Regions from separate parts of the Mus musculus genome. Here region 1 is linked to region 2. Evidence: chromatin contacts called from public HiChIP or PLAC-seq data. All regions are on one chromosome and are shown on one strand. Each heading gives the region's core, a stretch centred on a gene start, on an enhancer-like site or on the middle of the called end of the contact. The rest is flanking DNA. Distances are from core to core; before and after follow the strand shown.

Region 1 (5,596 bases), core at 850-3,349, 210 kb before region 2:
ACTTTGCTCCCTAGTCTTCTCTGACTGGTTAAGTAAAACGGCAGACAGCCAATTACTGGGCAGACTAGAGGTAGGTGGGGCTATGGTTACTGTGCTGGGGCTAGGGGTACAGGTAGGGACCAAGAGGAGAAAGAAAAAAGGAGAGAGGAGAGAGAAGGCAGAGGGAGAAGGAGGTTTCCATTAGACCAGATGGACCAGGAGCAGGTGGCCAAGGGAAGTGCCCCTTGAGGGCAGAGTAGCGGGAAAAGGGGAGACCAGAGAACATTCAAACAGCAAGTAACTTGGGTAGCACAGCTGAGAAACAGGCTGTCTAGCGGAAGAAAACAGTTTACAGGTAATCTCCTAGTAATTATGCTAAAGCTGATTAAATAAATCCATAGGACTATCTCAATTATTGGGGGGCTGGCCTGGTCATATTTAGAACTATTAGAGTTATTAAGTCCCACATAACACAACCCAACTTTAAAACTAAGAATTTTTTTCATCCAATACTGCCTGGTTATCCAAGGATGGTACTACAATCCCAGCACTCAGGAGACTGAAGCAGGAAGATTATGAGTTCAAAGCCAGTCTGGGCTTAGTGATGAGCCAAATAATGAGTGAGAGATAAGAGGATGCTGTGAGATGAGAAGGTGTTATAATCTAGAATGGACCAACGATGGGCTGGGAGGTTTCATCAAGGCAATCTCCTAACACAGAGTGTCTATGGCCTGTCTATGGAAAAGAAATTCTATTTTGTGGCCTGCCTTGGCAAGGGAGTTTATGAGTCAGGCAGGAGCAAAACTTACAAATGACGCCACGACCTTAGAGTCTGTGCTCCTCAGTGGTGTCACCCACTCACAGCCACTCTTTGTAACCAACCCATGCCCTGACACTCTTCCTGCATACTCCGAGTGACAGGCACCCCAGACCAGATAGCTCCATTGTCCACTTTGATCCTTCTTACCTGGTGAGTAGAAGCAGGCCAGGGTCTCATACATTTCTTACTGTTGCTAGTTTTTTAAACCTAGACCCGGCATATGAGAGTGACTGAAGGTTCTATGCCAAAGTAACAATAAATAAATAAATAAATAAATAAATAAATAAATAAATAAATAAATAAATAAATAAATAAATTATAGTAATGAAAAATTAATTACTTGGGAGTTTGTTTTTAATTAAACATTAGGACTTGACGAGACCTGGCCGCTGCCTCATAAAGCCATTCCTGGGCTGTAGGGATGCATTCGGTCCACATGAGTGCCTCAAATCAGCCCAGGATGTGATTAGATGATTTCTCCCGGCAGTCAGTGCAAGATGAGCATTCCCAGAATCCTCTCACTGGGGCGGTGAAAGTCCTCGGGCCCCAGAGGCTGTCCACCTGTGTACACATGGGTGCTCTATGGGAATCCATGGGCAGTCCTCTAGTTGAACAGAGATTAACATCATTAAATGAAGTGGGGGGATGGGGGCGGCATGTATGCAGAAATGAGATGTTTACAGCAGAGAGCTATGGAGACAGGTGTAGGAATCCCACCTCACAAGCTCTCTCCTCTCTTGCCCAAAAGCCATCCCCATTCCCTGGGTAGCTTCAACTCATTCATCCTACAGGGACTGGGGGCTGCCCTCTCAGAGGTTTGTTGGCAGTGTTGGGAATGAAATCTTTTTTTTTAAAGATTTATTTATTTATTATTGTAATGTAGCTGTCTTCAGACACACCAGAAGAGGGTGTCAGATCTCATTACGGATAGTTGTGGACCGCCATGTGGTTGCTGGGATTTGAACTCAGGAACTCTAGAAGAGCAGTCAGTACTCTTAACCGCTGAGCCATCTCTCCAGCCCGGAAATGAAATTCAGAGTTTCATGCATGCTTCATTTTGCAACAAGATCTTGACAAGTTGCTCCAGGGCTGCCCTTAAACCACTCTGTTGCTTGAGTCTTGAACCTTTGATCCTCCTGCCTTAACCTCCTAGTTAGCTAGGATTACAGGCCTGTGGCATTTTCTCTCAGGAGGACCCTCTCCTCCTAGCTTTCTAGGCGAAAGAGCTTTACTGTCTGGGGCTAGGACTATCCTATCCATGGCCATCCTGGATCTGTATAAGAGATAAAGATAAAAGCAAAAAGAGATTGCAGCTGCCTCAAAACAGCTGAGATGGAACTGAGTGTGGCGGTAGGCCTGTCAATCCCCGAATGTAGGAGGCTGAGGCAAGGAAGACCCTCAGTTGGAGACCAGCCTGGGCTGCACAGTAAGACATTGACTCCAACCAAACAAAGGATCAAAAGGAAAATGGCTGAGATAGAGAAACAGGAAGTAAATTAGAGCAGCCCAAACTAAGCAGGGGTGAGGGTGGAGGTGGGAAGGAACAGGGATGGATACCAGAAGACAAGAATGGAATGGGGCCTGGCCAAATGGCTCTTGTTTTTTTTACTCCCAGCACTCAGGAGGCCTAGACTGGCAGATCTCTTTGAGTTCAAGGTCAGGATACGATCTACATAGGGAGTCCCAGGCTAGGCAGGAACGGAGACAGTCCAGAGAGTCATGCACGCTCCTCCCTTTGGCTACCAGGTATTAAAACAGAACCTTGCAAGAAATTCAAATTTTCGCAAGAGTGTCATCTTGAAGGAATTGGAAGAAGCAAAGACCAAAGCTGGGACCAACAGAAGTTGAATTTGTCTCATAAGAAGAGCTTTACTCAGTTCCAACAACATGTGAGACCACCCTGCAGGAATTGAAAATGAGGTAGTAATAAGCCATGGTAGGTGGGATTCCTGACCAGACTACTAAGGTACACATGCTTCTAAATCTCTATTTAAAACTCAGTCTCACTTCAGGAATCCTGGAATTTGGGCCCAGGAGTCACTGATCTGTTTCTCTGCCCAGTGTGTCATGCTAAGTTTATTCTCCTTTCCCTGTTTTTCACTATTACCTGTCTCTTGAAAGGGCCCACTGGGGAGTCATGGCTGGGCTTAGCTTGTGGGGACTTGTCACCTGTTAAGTCCTACAAACTGAATGACTGACAAGAACTCTGTGATTATGAAGGGATGGAATCCCGCAGGGCCATGATCAAAAACAGTGAAAGGAAGAAAGCTTATTTTGGCTTCCAGAGGAAGAGTGCCATAATGGCAGAGAAGTGGCAGCCAGTGCCTGGATCATGGGGCTAAAAGATCACAACAGCACAAAGGGAGCAGAGATGTCAAACCAGTGGTGGGGTTAATAAGGCCCACCCACTTGATGTACTCTCTCTCCTAAGCCTTACCCCTAAAAGCTTTATAATCTCCCCCAAAACAATGCCACCAACTGAAACACAGTGTCCAAACACAGGAGCCTAGGAAGGACATATGCCATCTAAACAACCACAACACGTCAAAGCGCTTGCCACGGACCCTGAAGCCTTTAGTGCAATCCTTGGAACCCCTGTGGTAGAAGGAGAAAACTGACTCCTACAAGTTGTTCACGATCTCCATGTGTAGCTATGGCGTGGGCATGCTTACACACATGCACGTGTGCAAACATACATGCAATAAATATAGAAATGTGAAAAGTCTTAAAGACAAAGCAATTTTGAAAAGCAGAGAGAAGAAACGTCTTCAGCAGGGCTACCTTGGGGAGAACAGATAAAGAGGTGAAAAAAAATGCAGCATCCATCTTCAAGGTATTGCTGTGAGCATTGGGCTTAAACACAAAAGGACCTAGGGCAGAGCACTGCCTGGTTAACTGGTCCAAGGAGGGTATGGTCTGCTTGATCTTGCTTCAGCTCTGGTTCTACCAGATTTGAACAAATCCTTATCTCCTGATTGCTACCATCTTGTCAAGCCTTCCGGGGATTGTTCTGGATCCTGGAAGGTGATTACCTCTGGCCCAAGGTGCAGCCTCCCTATTGTTGTGGATAATTGTCCAGGTTTGCCGGGTTTGTCTTTCCTAGAATTTAAGGAGACTTCAGGTTTAAGATGATGGTTTATCTCTGAGTCTACAGCCTTGAATCAGAATTAAATGGTTTAGACAGACACTTCCCTTAGGGAATACGCCTTTCAGGCTAACTTGAATCTATGCTTTTGGGCCAAGGACACTAGTATTTGGCTCAGAACAAACTACAACTCTTTCCTTTTGAACCAAGAGCTGTGTTTTACATTATCACCATTCAAGACATTATAGATGACAAGAAAAGGCTGGAAAGATGGCTTGGTAGTTAAGGACACTTGCCATGCAATCATAAGATCCAAAAGTTTGGATCCCTGCACCTATGTAACGAGCCAGGTGCCTAAATTAATTCTCTATTGCTAAACATTGTGACGCAGACAAGTTATAAAACAAAGCGTTTGATTTGGAGTTTGATTTGGAGATTTAGTGTTTCAGAGATGAGACCATTACCATCATAGCAGGGAGCAGAGCAACAGGCAAGCAGGCAGGCAAGCAGGCATGGCGCTGAGCGGTAACTGAGGGCTTACATCTTCACCCATAAGCAGGAGGCAGAGAAAGCTAACTGGGAGTGGTATAGGCTTTTGAAACCTCAAAGCCCACCCCCAGTTGTCACACCTTCTCCAACAAGGCCACACCTCTAAATCCTTTAAAAACAGTTTCTTCCCCAACTGTGACCAAGTATTCAAATATATGAGCCTATGGGGCCATTCCATTCAAACCCACACCAGGAATCCTTCTCTTGTCTAGAACCTCAACAGGGGAGTTGGAGAAAGAGATAGGAAAATAGCTAGAGCTTGCTGGCCTCCAGTATAGCCATGAAAATGAATGCATACATCCATTCACATAAATATACACAGAGATAAATAAAATATTTTCCCAGGTTCATACTTTACTGCACAAATTAAGCATTACATGATGAGTTGATGTTTGCTTCTCCGAGCATTGAACTTAACAAATGTTGTCAGATATTCCAGAATTCACATATGTTGCTTTCAGAGTTGAAGTATTTTTGTCCTTATCTTAAAGCATAAGGTCAATGTAGCAATGCCTCTATATGCTACCAGTACACAATTCATTCTACCCACGAGGGCTGAAATGTATTTAATACCAGTGAACTGGAATTGACCATGACTTTCATCTTGGTCCAGGTCATAAATCTGCAACCAGTGTCCTGTAAGAAAACCATCCATCTACTCAGATTAGTTAGCAATGAAATACATTTTAAAAACCAAATTACAAGAGATGACTCAATGATCCATTTAGAGCCAATTTTCATATAAAGTACAGCACAGACATCATGGTTTTGTTGACGATAATTCATCATGTTCATGGAGAGTTATCTTTAGACTAGAGTCTGTTCTGTGGACAATGAATCTTTTTGAAACATCACAATGAGGCTGGGGTAGGACACGGAGAAAGGGAGAGAGAGAGAGAAAAAAAGAGAGAGAGAATCTTAATATCTATAATTTTAGAGAAAGGTATGTGTGAACTTTCCACTCAGCCTTTTTCCTTCTTTAAAATAAAAAAAAAGGTTGATATTTTAAGTTTATATGTGTGAGTTGTATGCTTTGGATTCCCTGGAACTAAAGTAACAGTTAGCTTCCATGTGAGCACTTCTTCAAAGGCAGAAAGTGTCTATAGCTGAGCCATCTCTCTGGTCCCTCTTCCTTCCTTTATGAAATGTTTGATGATTCAACT
Region 2 (5,771 bases), core at 2,727-5,226:
TAAAAGACTTATTTTATGTATGTGAGTACACTATCGATGTCTTCAGACACACCAGAAGAGGGCATCAGATTCCATTACAGATGGTTGTGAGCCACCATGTGGTTGCTAGGAATTGAAATCAGGACCTCTGGAACTCCAGCTCCCTGTAAAACTATTTTATGGCTGCTCGGAGAGATGGCGAGGCAGTTAAGAGCACTTGGTGCTCTTGCACGAGGCCCCACATCCATGTGATGATTTATAACCATCCACAACTCTAGCATCAGGGGAGGTGGCACCCTCTTCTGTCCTCTGTGGGTACCAGGCATCCCTTTTTACTATACACACATGCATGCACTTATACACATAAAATAAAAATTAAAAGTCTAAAAGTAGAGGCTTTTATAATTGCTTATGATAATACTAAGAATTCATTTTCTTAGTGAACTCCTGTTAGTAACTGTGCTATGTGTGTGATGGTTCCAAGGAATCAGATATGGGCAAGATGTTGGCATCAATGGTCTAAGACACCTTGCAATCTCGTCATTGACTTCTTCATCAGTCACTCATAAGCTTTTTCTTCAGAGCATCACTAACAAAGACAGACCCTTGAGATGTCCATGTGACATTTATCTGAGTCAGGGTCTCACTATGTAGCCCTGGCAGTATTGGAACTTACAGAGATCCACCTGTCTCTGTCTCTTGAGTGCTGGGATTAAAGGTGTACACCACCACACTGGTAAAAATATTATTTTTTATTATATTTTTCCCCGGGTGCTAGGAAATGATCCTAGGGCTGTGTAGGCAGGTACTCTACCATGTAGCTATATCCCCAGCTGTTATTTTATTTTACGTGTTTTACCTGCATGTAAGTGTACTGTTTACATGTGCAATGCCCAGAGAGGTCAGGAGAGAATGTCAGATCCCCTGGAACTGGAGTTGCAGATGGTTGTGAGCCACCATGAGGCCACTGATAACTGAACCAGTGTCCTCTGCAAGAGCAGCATGTACCCTTAACTGCTGAACCCTCTTGCTAGTCCCTTCCCCCATATGATTCTACTTGAAAGAGCTGGTCTGTGGAGCTGTGGTCTTTCAAATATAAGCATTGTACTTTTATTATTGCTGTGACCAAACATCCGACAGGAACAACTTAAAGGAAGAAAGGTTTGTTTGGACTTCTGGTGTCTGAGGTCATCGTGGCAGGGAGGGCATGGCAGAGCTCAGCAACTTACATCGTGATATGCAGGGCACTGGCGCTCCCGCTTTCCTCCTTGTACTGGTTAGTTTTTATAATCACCTCGATACAACCTGGAATCTGGGGAGAGAGAACTTCAAGTGAAGGATAATCCAGCTCAGACTGGCCTGTGACCAGGCCTATGAGAGATTGTCTTGATTCTGATTGGTTTGGGAGGGCTCAGCCCACTGTGGGCAGAGCTATCCCCTAGGCGGTTGGGTCTGGACCCTATAAGAAAGCTAGCTGAGCACAAGCCATTGAGCAGAGTTCCTTCAAGGTTTCTGCCTGAGTTCCTGCCATGGCTTCTCTCAAGAATAGACTAGGATGAAGTGAAAGGCTCACTTTTCTCCCCAAGTGCTTTTGCTCATGGTGTTTGTCACAGCAACAGATGATCAAGCTAAAACATTCTTTTCATTTTCTTTGGATGATGCTACCCACGCTCAAGGTATGTTTTTTTTTTTTTTCTCTACAGCTCCTCCTCTCTGGAAATAACCTCACAAACCCCTCCAGAGGTGTGACTTACCATCTCCTACATGAACTGAAATCCAGGCAGGTCAACAAACAAGATTAATCATCACTGGTATTTAACAGACATTTTTTTAAAAAAGATGAACAAAATGAGCCTGTCACTCCCAGGAGAACAACTGCCAGTACCTGTCACTGATGACAAAACGCAAGCTCTCGAGCATTACAATTTAGGGGACCCTTTTATCTGCCACTATAAGCTTGACAGACTCTCAATATTTAAAGACTTTTTGGATGATGTTAAACATTAGCGATGTTCTGAAAAGATGTGATTAAAATAATTCTTTAGATTTGTTTTCACTTTATATTTTACGCATATAACTATTATGCCTCCATATGTATCTGCGTACCACGAGTATGCTTGATGCCCAAGAAGGCCAGAAGGGGTATTAGATCTCCTGGAATTGGAGTTACAGATAGTTGTGAGTCACCATTTGGGTTCTGGGAGTCAAACATGGGTCCTTTACAAGAAAAACCACTAAGCCATCTCTCCAGCCCAAGGATGCCAATTTTGATGTTATGAAATAAAAATGACTCTTGGAAACTTTCCATAGCTCTTCATTTTCCAAGTGACTAGTGCATTTCTCTTACCTTAACAGAAAGAAAGTGATGGGGAAGCTATAAAATCAACCTTTTCTTGACCTTAGTGGCAAGTGGAAACTTCTTGGCAACCAAATGGCACAAAATCTGAAGACCAGGTGTCCCTAAAGAGGAACAGGTCTGGCACTACTTTACCTATGATGTCATGAGAGACTACAGGCACCATGCAAGCAAGAAACATAATAGCCAGTATATATATATGAATACTCTATCTGTATGTCCTGAGTGCTAGAAGAGGGCATTAGATCCCATTACAGATGGTTGTGAGCTATCATGTGGTTGCTGAGAATTGAACTCAGGACCTCTGAAAGAGCTGAGCCATCTCTCCAGCCCCCTTAAAAATATATTTGTAAAGCGAATTGTTAGAGTCTGAGTGGGGCTAGCATAGGAATCCAGAACTCTGGGTCCTGCTGACTCTAGGAGAGTCTCCCTGGATTACCAGCACCAATTATGAGAAAGATTAGGGGAGACCAAACAAATAGTCCAGAGAAGGTTCTATACTGGTACAGACATGAGGAGTTGGCTACCCACTGTGTTTGTCCAGGTTCTGTTGCTACTTCAAATTACCCGAGACTGAAGAACTTATAGAAAATGAAGTTTTGTTTTGTTGGTTGTTTTTTGTTTGTTTTTGTTTTTTTAGAATTCACATTTCTGGACACTTTGTGAATTCAAATTCACATTTCAACAGTATAATGTGGGCATCGGTGAAGACCTCAATGCCTCAGTACATGGCTTTGGGAGGCAGAGGAAGTGTGTTAACAATTTTCTCTGAGTTCAAAACTTTTCTATGGACTGCCACTCTTGGTGGGAAGTTCCTCTATCCTGTTGCTGTAGTAAGAAATCTAACTTCTTCAGGATTCCAGGGTAGATTGAAGACCAGAAGAGCTCCAGGAATTCTTTCAGGACTCCAGCAGCAGATTTGGGCTGCAGAGACATCCAGCCACTGGACCTGAAAAACTATTGGATTCTTAGCTATTCTGTAGTGAGATAGCCAGCCATCGTTGGGCTACTCTGTCCACAGAAGGTAAGCCAGTCTAAGAAATCCCATACATCTGTTGTCATGTCCCCATCTGAGCTGGGTAAACTTTTGTTCTTGTCTCCCTAGGAAGAGTACCACACAAGGGTCTTGGAGAGTCTCACATCAGCTGAGCTGCCTGGAGGAGACTCTGACCAGTCCAGCTGCCTGGAGTTTTTGTGCGCTCCTCATGCTGCGGTGGTGTTTTTGGTGATACAGTTCACCCACACTCTTGTTGATAACCCCTCACCCGTACAACTGTAAAAAAGTCCAAAAGATTCATTGCTTCACCAAGTTAGCCTTTGATAGAATTCTTTAAAACAAACAAACCAACCAACAACTTTGTATTAGTTCTTTGTGAATTTCATATCACGTACCCCAATCCCACTCATCTCCCCTTCTCCTCACGCCTACCCTCCACCCTTGCAACCTCCCCCACTAAGGGAGAAAAACAGATCTCGTTGTGGAAGCTGTAGTGTGTCACAGTGTGCCCCACAGTATTCCCCTTTTTGATAGAATCCTTATTCGTGTCTGTTGGGAAACCTGGCTGCTAAGGTGGAAGTCTGACATTACCAGAAAGCCCTGAGCTTGGTGCAAAATGGTGTACTTCCTTTGTCAGCCGGGCTTCTCCTTTTCTGACCTTGTCTGGGGATCTCGGAAACCCCCTACCCTTTATCTGTAGAAGGTCATACATCCTCGGTGAGATTACAGGTTCCGCTTTCTTTCTCCAGATAAGAAACCTGCTCAGCAAGCACCTGAGATTCCTGGAATGCCTCCCCAGTGAGGCATCTCAATACCCTAGCCTTCAGCCAATGACCTTTGTCCACCCTGGATATTCTTACCCCCTTCCCTAAAACTTTAAACCCTTGATTCATGCCGCCCAGTAAAGTTGATCTGTCTCCCTTAAGCTGATCCGGAATGTCATACACACTGGCTGTCTGAAACCCTGTTTGTTGACTCTGCTCCCTTTGTCATTGTGGGCCAGTGACCAATCACCCCAGGGAGAAGGGAGACCCACAATGTCTTTCCTTGGCTCTCTATTTGTGTGGGTGATTAGACATCTGTCAGCATCTCCCCAAGAAAAGTTCACATAAGACAGACCTTCTCCTTTTCTTCCTCCATCCAAGTGAGGTTTGGCTCAGCTCTCTTCTGAGAAAGCCTGCTATGATGGGGGGGCCTCACCCTCACTAGTTTATTTTATCCCAATTATTTCCTAAAGGCTCTCTTCCAAATATCATTAGCCTGGGGATTTGGAGATTAAGTTTTTGACACTTGAATTTATGAGGGACACACCCAAGTCACAGCAGCCATTTTCACAGGATCAGATAAAACACCATCAGATGGGTTTATGGCTCTTGCCTCTAACCCTAGCACTCAGGGGGGTTGAGCCCGGAGGAGTGTAAAGTCCTCTTGGGCTACATAGTGAGTCTCAGGGCAATTTGCACCGCATAGTGGTGCCCTGTCTGAAAAGATAAGAAAACAAGGACCAGAGAGATGATTCAGTGGTTAGAAATACACACTGCTCTTCTGGAATATCAGAACTGAACTGGCTGATATGTGAGTATTGTTGTGGGAAGGTAACACATATTTAGTGTTAGGAAACCTACAGATTCGCCAAACAGAATATTGGCTCTATACAAGGTAATAGATATTTGTAGGAAAGGTAAAGTGGAAGGTTTATATAAAAGTAGTTTTGTTTTTAAATAATTACCTAGATGATAACTGACTACCTCTAGTTAAACAATAGTGGCTATTTATTGAGAGTTTATAGTTTACTATTAAAATAAAATGTATGATAACAATAGTTATTAAATAAATATATGGTAGTACTGAATATGGGCAGGAGAAATTCAGAGGACAATGCTGTAAGGCTTTCTCATTCCAGTGAAATAATGATACGATATTATTTGAGGACAGACTGTAATTAATTAGAAATATACTTGTGACCTTGTATTAGTTACTTTTTGTTGCTGTGGTAAAACACCAGGACCAATGCAACTCACAGAAAGAAGATTTGGCTTACAGTTCAGGAGGGATAAATAAGATCCAATCATGGTGAGGGAGGCATGGCAGCATGTGGCCAGAAGGACACAGAGAGATCTCTCAAGGCTGCCGACGACAGAGACAGAGAGAAGGAACTGGAAGTGGGGTAGGCTTATAAACTCCCAAAGCTCTCCCTAGCAACGACTTCAACTTCTTCCTCTAGGAAGACAACACCTCCCAAAGCCTTCAAATAGTGCTACTATGTATATGAGCCTATTTTGCACATTTCTAATGCAAACCACAGAGGGGAGGGGGCGGTGTCTGTTCTAGTATCCCAGCATTTCTAGGCAGGCAGTTCACTGTGAGTTCAAGGACAGCGAGGGTTACATAGTTACACCTTGCTCAAATAGAAACAAAGACAACAAACTGACAAAACCC

What was found. HiChIP or PLAC-seq counts read pairs in DNA pulled down with a chosen protein or histone mark.
Region 1: a contact with region 2 is called in an H3K27ac HiChIP or PLAC-seq map of embryonic stem cells, with 7 read pairs. The contact joins two enhancer-like sites. A contact is called at or near these places in 3 of 39 promoter capture datasets (the 3T3-L1 cell line, the C10 cell line and pre-B cells), 1 of 484 Hi-C or Micro-C datasets (embryonic stem cells), 1 of 115 datasets of contacts at active chromatin or transcription factors (embryonic stem cells) and 2 of 9 other capture datasets (adipose tissue and liver).

The regions. Positions count from the first base shown.
Region 1 is chr7:38,239,379-38,244,974 of GRCm38.p6, reverse strand. No RefSeq gene overlaps it. Among named protein-coding and RNA genes, the nearest start is that of Plekhf1, 14 kb to the right of the region's middle. Within about 2 kb of position 2,099, at least 8 of the 459 cell types and tissues checked have an H3K27ac peak or open chromatin away from gene starts, as enhancers often do. A contact at or near this core is called in embryonic stem cells, where this site is marked.
Region 2 is chr7:38,029,151-38,034,921 of GRCm38.p6, reverse strand. Gm30684 (a long non-coding RNA gene) reads left to right here. Exons shown (of 7, transcript XR_003946753.1): 7 at 1,683-1,766. Among named protein-coding and RNA genes, the nearest start is that of Uri1, 12 kb to the right of the region's middle. Within about 2 kb of position 3,976, at least 40 of the 459 cell types and tissues checked have an H3K27ac peak or open chromatin away from gene starts, as enhancers often do. A contact at or near this core is called in embryonic stem cells, where this site is marked.